2 separate regions of the Xenopus laevis genome follow, and region 1 is linked to region 2. The links are chromatin contacts, called in public Hi-C maps. All regions are on one chromosome and are shown on one strand. Each heading gives the region's core, a stretch centred on a gene start, on an enhancer-like site or on the middle of the called end of the contact. The rest is flanking DNA. Distances are from core to core; before and after follow the strand shown.

Region 1 (5,305 bases), core at 2,759-5,258, 60 kb after region 2:
GTAGACAGACCTGTCCATAAGAATGGTGCAGATCATTGTGCCTCTAATCAGGCTGCAAACAGCAGACATTTAAAGGGTAACTAAAGGTATCACTTTAACATGCTTAGATTGTAAGCTCTATGGGGTATAGGCCTCCTCCCTACTGTGTTTAGCACAGGTCACTTAATCTCTCTATATTTATACTTATTACTATGCTGGTCCAATCTCTGATCATTCCCTGATGCTAATGACTCCTTGCACCTACCAATCTCTGCACTGCTACCAAGCCAGGTAGAGATACACACATGCCTTTTAGCTTTCAGACAAAGTGAAGTTGCCTGGTGCAGTCTGGGAAGGCACTGTACCTTCTGCTGAACTGGAAACCACATCTAATTCAAACTCCCAGGCCCTGTGCAATAGAGCGGGCTCATTATCGATGGTGCGATACAAGGTTGGCTTGTGGCTAAGGCTATAGAGGCCCAAACAGGACGCTGGGGGGACAAGATAACCAGGGACACCATACCAAAGGGTCCAGAAATGGAAGCAGAACATCTGCTTTCTTTTTAAGCTGTTTATTGCACCACGGTCCCCCGCATACCAGGGACAGACCACCAAAGCCCTATTGGTCTGATAAGAGAGTGTCTGTGAGATCAAGATAAAACAGTACAGGAGGGTGAATGGGGAAGTCTAACCAAGAATGGAACTATATTTAGTCTCAACAACAGGTGCGGAAGCCTTTGAGAGACTGGAATGAGTGGTTTCCAGGGCTCAGGGGCCATATTTGCCTTTCACCCCTACATACAAGTGCCATTTCTATTTCTGGTCTGGAGATAGCCCAACCATATAGTTCAGGAAAACTGCAGCACTGCATGACTACTTCCCCTTTAAACCCTGAGCTCGAAAACCCATCTGCGTGAGACCGGGTCCTATGACAAAGGGACAGCAGCACCAATGGGGTTAATAACGGATAGCATGGCATCAATTAGCACTTCTTGCCTTATTCTGGCAGCTTTCAAGTTATTTTTAATGTCAGAGAAAGGCGACTGCTTGGAGGCCGGGGCCGTTGCTGTGCTTTTAATATAAATTAACAAATTAATTCCACGTTAATAGACACGAAGCATCCCCGCTCCTTCAGACCCCAGGTGCTGTAATCAGAGTTAAAATGAAACGACGCCCCCGTTCCAACACGCTCATTTGCATAATTAACGGCTGTCGGCAGCTAATGAGAGTGTGATTATTGGGAAGAAAAGAAGATACTTAATGAGAGACGATTCACAAGAAGCATTGTGGGTATGATGGGACTTGTGTATGTCACTGAGGGGCCAGAGTGGCCACTTACTCCCCGCTGTAGTGCTTAATGGTACGGCCAGAACATCAGCAGAATTAGCTCCCTATAATAAAGAGGATCACTCATCATAAAGGGTCACACAAAGACCAATGTTATCTTAATGCAATGGCATTCAGCTGTCCCAATAGGCATTCAGTGAGATCAACAGCAATTATTAGGCTGGGCAATGTAGAACTGAACCCAACTAGCAACCTCCCCAGGCAAATACATTCCAATTTCCCCAGGACCCAGACATAGAAATTTTATTTTCTGTACTTCCCACTTCTGGGCTGCTATTCTTCCTAGAGTACAGAGGTCCTATTCTCTATTCTTTCCACTCCTGGCCTGTGGTCCTTCCATAGTCAGACAGAAACCCATTCCCTCCCGTACTTACCCAGGTACAACTCTCTGATTCTCTGTACTTCCTGCTCCTGGGCTGCTCTCTTTCCCATGGTCAGACAGGAACCTCCCCCTGGGTAAGTGAATCCAATCTCCCCCAGTACTTACCCAGGTACAGAGCTCTGATTCTCTGTACTTCCTGCTCCTGGGCTGCTCTCTTTCCCATGGTCAGACAGGAACCTCCCCCTGGGTAAGTGAATCCAATCTCCCCCAGTACTTACCCAGGTACAGAGCTCTGATTCTCTGTACTTCCTGCTCCTGGGCTGTTCTCTTTCCCATGGTCAGACAGGAACCTCCCCCTGGGTAAGTGAATCCAATCTCCCCCAGTACTTACCCAGGTACAGAGCTCTGATTCTCTGTACTTCCTGCTCCAGGGCTGCTCTCCTTCCCATGGTCAGACAGGAACCTCCCCCTGGGTAAGTGAATCCAATCTCCCCCAGTACTTACCCAGGTACAGAGCTCAGATTCTCTGTACTTCCTGCTCCTGGGCTGCTCTCTTTCCCATGGTCAGACAGGAACCTCCCCCTGGGTAAGTGAATCCAATCTCCCCCAGTACTTACCCAGGTACAGAGCTCAGATTCTCTGTACTTCCTGCTCCTGGGCTGCTCTCTTTCCCATGGTCAGACAGGAACCTCCCCCTGGGTAAGTGAATCCAATCTCCCCCAGTACTTACCCAGGTACAGAGCTCAGATTCTCTGTACTTCCTGCTCCTGGGCTGCTCTCTTTCCCATGGTCAGACAGGAACCTCCCCCTGGGTAAGTGAATCCAATCTCCCCCAGTACTTACCCAGGTACAGAGCTCAGATTCTCTGTACTTCCTGCTCCTGGGCTGTTCTCTTTCCCATGGTCAGACAGGAACCTCCCCCTGGGTAAGTGAATCCAATTTCCCCCAGTACTTACCCAGGTAAAGAGCTCTGATTCTCTGTACTTCCTGCTCCTGGGCTGTTCTCTTTCCCATGGTCAGACAGGAACCTCCCCCTGGGTAAGTGAATCCAATCTCCCCCAGTACTTACCCAGGTACAGAGCTCTGACTCTCTGTACTTCCTGCTCCTGGGCTGCTCTCTTTCCCATGGTCAGACAAAGGGTGGGGCTTTGTTGAGAGTTTGTCCAGTCACCTGGATGTATTGGGGCAGTGCAAGACTTGAATGTGTGTGCGCAATGATAAGAAAAAAGAGAGTATATTGGGGCATTTTTGTTAGTGTGAAACTCCCAGGGATGATTAGCCAGTGGCTATTTAGCGAGGGCAACACTGTAACAGTAAAAATAAATAGAGCAGTTGGATACAAAGTGGACGGGCCCTTGATACAAGGCTGAATGTATGTGCCATTTGCAGCACTGTAGCGCAGAGAGGATGTGATAGAGTAAAGCAGGATGAATGAATAAAGCTATACATTGAATGGAAACAACTATACATAATATGCTTGATCGGCTCCCCCCATCTCCCTGGGGCCATTAGTGGAGCTGTATTTGCCTCCCTAAATGAATGGAGCCCACCCTGTGCCCATCCCTGCGGCCCCTCAGAAGCTGCCAGTTTGTAGTCATAACAGCAGAGGAAAATAAGTAGAAGAAGCAAATCAATGAAATCTATCTCCCTATTTTGTACCTACCCGCTGGCTGGAATGGAGGGGAGGGGGGTTGGCATTTGTGCGGCACACACTTTGCTGCCAAGCTCTCCGCTCACAATTGCCTCTCAATTGTACAACTCAATTAAGGACAAATAGGCCCCACCAGGCGGGGGGACTGGGACGGCACAAAAAAGAATTCATTCCCAGGGTCCGGCTAGTGAAGGGGGGGGGGTGGCATTTTCAATTACCAGCAAATTTTACTGCAATTTGGCCTTTTTTGCTGAGCCTGCCCCATGCTGAGAATGTAATGGGAGCTGCATGTACAGCCGCCGCTGCTGCTGCACTCAGGTGGGAGAGGGAGGGGGCAGCATAGATTTAAGCACAATAACCCCTTCAGTGCTGGGGCACAGTTTACTTGAAGGAACAAGTGACACCCCAGTTGTTTGTATCCTTGTATGGGCCTAACTGCACTGGGCTGAATTCAACCACCTTCCAGCAGTTGGCTATATAAAAGCTGCTGGCTGCTCTCCTTCCTCTGGACACACAGAGATAGGCCCATATCTGAAGCCTTGAAATCTCCAGGAATAAACCATACAGAATATATAAAAGGGACTGCAAGGAATGAGCCATCTGCATAGAAGCATAATGCAACTACATTTACACACCTTGGCACACTCATTGCAATGCACCAGCACGACTGCAAATATTCACTGTAACTGCAGCTCCACCTGCCCCACATTTAATCTGACCCTGTCTTATCAGCCAGGTTTTATAGAGCAGAAGCAGCTCCTCGGCTGTGGTCACCAGAGAAAGAATAGCCAGAGAGTGCACTTCCCCTTTAAATGCTGTCCCGGCAGAGGCGGTGGCGTTGTATAAAAAGAGAAACTGTATGAAAGAGCCCAGAAGTGAAAGGGACTGTCATGGGGCTGGATATTTCCCCCACTCCAGCACTAATTAGTTACCCCAGCGATAATCTCTGAATGCGGATATTGCTCTAATTAGCAGGATCCCTGCCTGAAGTCACACAAAGAGGGGATTGTGAGGGAGGGAGGTCCCACGCTCTCAGCCTCCAGTCTCTCTCCCAACAAACACGGCCAATCATCACTGCCGCCCAAACAACTTCCTACACAGCAAACAGTTCAAAGCACTGGCAGCCAACCAGGTTTATTTGTGTTGTCCTTAATTACCTATCTGGGTGTCCCTTAGGGCTGCTGCTGGCCAACATGGCAACTGGGTGCCCAAATGAAGGGTGAGCACAAGTGGAATTTTGTCTGGGTGACATTATTGAACATCCAGTATCAGACAGCTCCACAACTCCCAGCACCTTTGACAGTCTTCAGTTGTCCTTGGGTGCATGGAGTTCTACTCAAACGGTTTATAGCTGGAAGGTTGGACATTACTAATGTTACAGTCTACAATTACACCCTTAAGCCTCCCATCTCAGCTTAAGTCTCCCATCTCAGCTTAAGTCTCCCATCTCAGCTTTAGGTCTTCCATCTCACCCTTAAGCCTCCCATCTCAGCTTAAGTCTCCCATCTCAGTTTAAGTCTCCCATCTCAGCTTAAGGCTACCATCTCAGCCTTAGGTCTTCCATCTCACCCTAAAGCCTCCCATCTCACCCTTAATTCTCCAATCTCACCCTAAAGCCTCCATTCTTACCATACAGCCTCCCATCTCACCCTAAAGCCTCCCATCTCACTCTAAAGCCTCCCATCTCAGCCTAAAGCCTCCCATATAACCATACAGCCTCCCATCTTAGCTTTAAGCCTTCTATATCAGCCTTACACTTCTCATCTCACCCTTAAGCCTCCAATCTAACCCTAAAGCTTCCGATCTCAGCCTTCCATCTTCCTTCTCACTTTTAAGCATTCTATCTCAGCCTTCAACCTCCCATCTCACCCTTAAGCCTCCCATCTCAGCCTTATACCTTCTATCTTGTCCTACAGTCTCCTATCTCACTCTTACACCTTTCATCTTGTGCTACAGTCTCCCATCTCACCTTTAAGCCTGCTATCTTGTCCTACAGTCTTCCGCCT
Region 2 (5,535 bases), core at 2,265-4,764:
GCCTGAATGTACTGGTACTGTACTGCCCTGAATGTACTGGTACTGTACTGCCCTGAATGTACTGGTACTGTACTGCCCTGAATGTACTGGTACTGTACTGCCCTGAATGTACTGGTACTGTACTGCCCTGAATGTACTGGTACTGTACTGCCCTGAATGTACTGGTACTGTACTGCCCTGAATGTACTGGTACTGTACTGCCCTGAATGTACTGGTACTGTACTGCCCTGAATGTACTGGTACTGTACTGCCTGAATGTACTGGTACTGTACTGCCCTGAATGTACTGGTACTGTACTGCCCTGAATGTACTGGTACTGTACTGCCCTGAATGTACTGGTACTGTACTGCCCTGAATGTACTTGGTACTGTACTGCCCTGAATGTACTGGTACTGTACTGCCCTGAATGTACTGGTACTGTACTGCCCTGAATGTACTGGTACTGTACTGCCCTGAATGTACTGGTACTGTACTGCCCTGAATGTACTGGTACTGTACGCTGCCCTGAATGTACTGGTACTGTACTGCCCTGAATGTACTGGTACTGTACTGCCCTGAATGTACTGGTACTGTACTGCCCTGAATGTACTGGTACTGTACTGCCCTGAATGTACTGGTACTGTACTGCCCTGAATGTACTGGTACTGTACTGCCCTGAATGTACTGGTACTGTACTGCCCTGAATGTACTGGTACTGTACTGCCCTGAATGTACTGGTACTGTACTGCCCTGAATGTACTGGTACTGTACTGCCCTGAATGTACTGGTATGTACTGCCCTGAATGTACTGGTACTTGTACTGCCCTGAATGTACTGGTACTGTACTGCCCTGAATGTACTGGTACTGTACCTGCCCTGAATGTACTGGTACTGTACTGCCCTGAATGTAACTGGTGTACTGTACTGCCTGAATGTACTGGTACTGTACTGCCCTGAATGTACTGGTACTAGTACTGCCCTGAATGTACTGGTACTGTACTGCCCTGAATGTACTGGTACTGTACTGCCCTGAATGTACTGGTACTGTACTGCCTGAATGTTACTGGTACTGTACTGCCCTGAATGTACTGGTACTGTTACTGCCCTGAATGTATGGTACTGTACTGCCCTGAATGTACGCTGGTACTGTACTGCCCTGAATGTACTGGTACTGTACTGCCCTGAATGTACTGGTACTGTACTGCCCTGAATGTACTGGTACTGTACTGCCCTGAATTACTGGTACTGTACTGCCCTGAATGTACTGTACTGTACTGCCCTGAATGTACTGGTACTGTACTGTACTGCCCTGGAATGTTACTGGGTACTGTACTGCCCTGAATGTACTGGTACTGTACTGCCCTGAATGTACTGGTACTGCACTGCCCTGAATGTACTGGTACTGTACTGCCCTGAATGTACTGGTACTGTACTGCCCGGTACTGTACTGCCCTGAATGTACTGGTACTGTACTGCCCTTGAATGTACTGGTACTGTACTGCCCTGAATGTACTGGTACTGTACTGCCTGAATGTACTGGTACTGTACTGCCCTGAATGTACTGGTACTGTACTGCCCCTGAATGTACTGGTACTGTACTGCCCTGAATCTACTGGTACTGGTACTGCCCTGAATGTCTGGTACTGTACTGCCCTGAATCTAACTGGTACTGTACTGCCCTGAATGTACTGGTACTGTACTGCCCTGAATCTACTGGTACTGTACTGCCCTGAATGTACTGGTACTGTACTGCCCTGAATCTACTGGTACTGTACTGCCCTGAATCTACTGGTACTGTACTGCCCTGAATGTACTGGTACTGTACTGCCCTGAATGTACTGGTACTGTACTGCCCTGAATGTACTGGTACTGTACTGCCCTGAATGTACTGGTACTGTACTGCCCTGAATGTACTGGTACTGTACTGCCCTGAATCTACTGGTACTGTACTGCCCTGAATGTACTGCGTACTGTACTGCCTGAATCTACTGGTACTGTACTGCCCTGAATGCTACTGGTACCTGTACTGCCCTGAATCTACTGGTACTGTACTGCCCTGAATGTACTGGTACTGTACTGCCCCTGAATCTACTGTACTGTACTGCCCTGAATGTACTGTACTGTACTGCCTGAATCTACTGGTACTGTACTGCCCTGAATGTACTGGTACTGTACTGCCCCTGAATGTACTGGTACTGCACTGCCCTGAATCTACTGGTACTGTACTGCCCCTGAATGTACTGGTACTGTACTGCCCTGAATGTACTGGTACTGTACTGCCCTGAATGTACTGGTATGCACTGCCTGAATGTACTGGTAACTGCACTGCCTGAATGTACTGGTACTGTACTGCCCTGAATGTACTGGTACTGTACTGCCCTGAATGTACTGGTACTGTACTGCCCTGAATGTACTGGTACTGTACTGCCCTGAATGTACTGGTACTGTACTGCCCTGAATGTACTGGTACTGTACTGCCCTGAATGTACTGGTACTGTACTGCCCTGAATGTACTGGTACTGTACTTGCAACTCTTAAGGCCCCCATCCACAGGCCGGGTTGGCAGTTTATTGGGCCGTATGTGTCCGACGGGCGTCCCTGATCGATATTTGGCTGAAAGTCGGTCAGATGCCAATCCCGTCAGATCGTGACCACATCTGTTCGATAATTCGGTCCTGTGATCCGACCGTCCCATATGGCCTCCATTGTGATCTGATCATTGGGCCCTAGGGAATCAGGCCGATATCGCCCACATCAATGTCACCAAACGAGCGTCTCTCCCTGGTATGGCCACCTATAGAGGTCAGGGCACATGGGAATGTTTTGGGCACACAGGTCCCCTCGAAGGATTAAATAAAGTCAGCTCCCTAGTACCCCCTCCTTATTGACACTTGTCCCAGTAGCCCCCCCCATGGGTCATTAATGGGAGTTGGACTAACAAAAAGACATCATTAGAGCCCCCCACCCTGCACTCTAATCCTATTAGGGTCTTTCTATTCATAGCCCCCCCCCCTGTGACTTTATAGCAGGGACACACACACCGCTGACCCCACCACTATGTTTGTATTGAGAGCACAAGAGGCTGATCAGCAAATCTCTGAGAACATCACAGGCTCGTCTTAAATCCACACCAGGGGCCAATGCACGGGGCCACACGCTGCTACAATCCAATACTTGAGTTACGGGAGAGTGGCCCCAGCCTTGTTGCAAAGTCAGGGCCCCAAAATGCAGTAGCAGCCTGTGTTTACCCCCCAGGGTATCGGGGCCCTTGTATCTGTTACACAGTCAGGGGCCCGAGGGGCTGCAGGGGGAGAGCACGAAGGAACAGGTGCCGAATGGAAAGTTTATTTTCCTGTCCAGAGAAATGAAATTAACGAGGCACCGAGGATTTTCATAAACAAATCAGCGGGGGTCCTGGGCCAGAGATAATGAAGCCATTTGCCTTATTGTTGTGGCTCGGCAGGTCGGTGGCTGTAACAATGGGGCCCGTGAGTGAGGGGACAGAGGTGCAGATGAGAGCAGAGCTTTGGGGACAGAGGAAGTGTCAGCTCTTTCTTCCATGACAGCCCATTATGCCTCCAAACACATCTGCACCCCCCGGGGACCCTCACCCTGCCGGCCATTCCCGCCAAACCTGTAGCCAGGAAATGACATGGGGGCAGTCAGAGCAATGGGAGGGGGTACAGGTAACAGGGGTGAGGGGCTGCTGGGGTGGGACCTGCACAGGAACCCGTCTGTCAATACGTTTTACTTTCCCTTTATTTGCCAAATACATTGGGCAGTTTATTTGTTGGCTTTAGCCTAAATGCCACTTTGGATCGAATGCAGTGGGCTCAGTTTCCAGTATGGGGGTCCTTAACTGTGTGTGTGGGGGGGCTAATGAGCAATAGGGGCACATTCCGTGTTTGTGGGGGCAGGATAATTGCAGTCATTGCAACATTGTGTTGTGGCCACTGGGGGGAGCTCTCAGTACAGATTTCTCCCCATTCTGTAATGAGGGGGAACTGTGGAGACATCTTGTGTCCCTTCAGCATGTGACTCGATTTCCCAGCAGCCACTGCTACCCGGCTGTGCAGGAACAGGACTGGGTTCATTACTGATAGGGGTGTCACTCAGTAAATCAGGGAAATCCATTTCATTATGTCTCGTCCGATGTCATTTTAGTGCTGTGAGTGCAGTGGGCGTGTCCTGTGCTCAGCAAGTTATATGGCAGCTCTGCCGGTATTCCCTTCCCTAAAGCTGCCCATAGATGTTGAGATTTTTAAAAGATCAGACCACGATCTTCTCGGAACGATCCTACGAATTGACCATCAACTAAAAAGACCAATTTGGCAGGAAAACAAAGGGGAGCTGCTTGGCCCTGCAAACATAGAGAGATTGCACTGGGGCCAACAAAGATTTTTTGACCCGGCCAATCAATTTCCTGACAGATGTCGGCTGAAAAATCGTGAGATGTACGATCGTTCGAATCCCACTAACCGCACGATAATTTCGAAGGATTGGTCGGACTTCCCTAAAATCGGTCGTCCGGCAAGAAGAATCGTCGCGTCTATGGGGAGCTTTAGTGGCTCACTGGTTGGACCCGTGTGTGGGATTTCAATACATTGTAGATGAGGCTGAAAAACAGACCGTTGTGCTTTAGAGGGAGGGAGACAGGTCGGCCCTGAGGTGGTGGGACAGACAGACAGACAGACGGGAGGGGGGTTATCTTCCTTCTCATTCTGTGGATCTGCTCAGACTCAGAGGTGGAACTCTGATTATCTCTGCTCGTTTACCTTTGGGGCCCTTATCCAGTGTTATTGTTGCCCACCATGAAAGGCCCCGTGTGTTTGGCTTGAGATGGGGGGGGGGGGGTAAGACCTGATAGACAGATATGATGGTAATGAGTATGGTGTGTCCGCTGGCTGCACTCAGTGTCAGGGAATCCAGTGAGCCAGGCTGTAAATAGCCACTCATACCCCCAGGCACATCCATACAGGAGTGTAGACAGGTGCAGTACAGGTGGATCCCTGTCTAATGCCCCTCCCGCATGGGCAGATCGCTATTAGAATAGGTGCCTGCTGCAGACTGCAATGGTCAGTTTAGGGGTGAGCTGGCACTAGCATGGGCATCACCAACTGGAGGCTTTATTTGCTAAAAGAAGGTGCAGCCAATGATTGGGTCAGTGTGATGTGAAACTCGCTGGGAGTCAGCGCAAGTCACGAAGCACAACTCCCAGCGAGGAAGCTGCAGATTTATAGGCCTTGTGTCCATGTAGTCGGGACCTATTGGAAAGTGGGTGCAGCTAATTACAGTGCCCCCGCCGCTCAATAACTAATCTCAGCAGCAATCAATGCTCCATAGGCAAATGAGCCCTTTACTGATGCATCCCCCCCCCCAATGGAGTCACTACTGGGAAGGGGCAGCCACTATAGCCTGTGCCAAAGAGCTGACAATCTACAGGAGGGGGGAAGCTGTATTTGCTGTTGGGGGGGGGGAGCTTGGAGGCTGAGATTTGACATGAAAGGAGCCCTATTGTCCCCCATTCACACTGGGCTTTTTTGAAGTCATTTGTCT

Evidence for each region. Hi-C and Micro-C count contacts between places; a contact is called where the count stands out from the background.
Region 1: a Hi-C map of the XTC cell line shows a contact between it and region 2, with 5 times the contacts expected there. The contact joins two enhancer-like sites. A contact is called at or near these places in 3 of 4 Hi-C or Micro-C datasets (the XL177 cell line, the XTC cell line and animal cap).

What each region holds. Positions count from the first base shown.
Region 1 is chr8L:1,563,768-1,569,072 of Xenopus_laevis_v10.1, forward strand. The region is part of intron 5 of LOC108698119 (a long non-coding RNA gene); the gene reads right to left. Among protein-coding and RNA genes, the nearest start is that of slc34a3.L, 25 kb to the right of the region's middle. Within about 2 kb of position 4,009, at least 1 of the 7 cell types and tissues checked has an H3K27ac peak or open chromatin away from gene starts, as enhancers often do.
Region 2 is chr8L:1,504,442-1,509,976 of Xenopus_laevis_v10.1, forward strand. No RefSeq gene overlaps it. Among protein-coding and RNA genes, the nearest start is that of lmo4.2.L, 4.9 kb to the right of the region's middle. Within about 2 kb of position 3,515, at least 4 of the 7 cell types and tissues checked have an H3K27ac peak or open chromatin away from gene starts, as enhancers often do.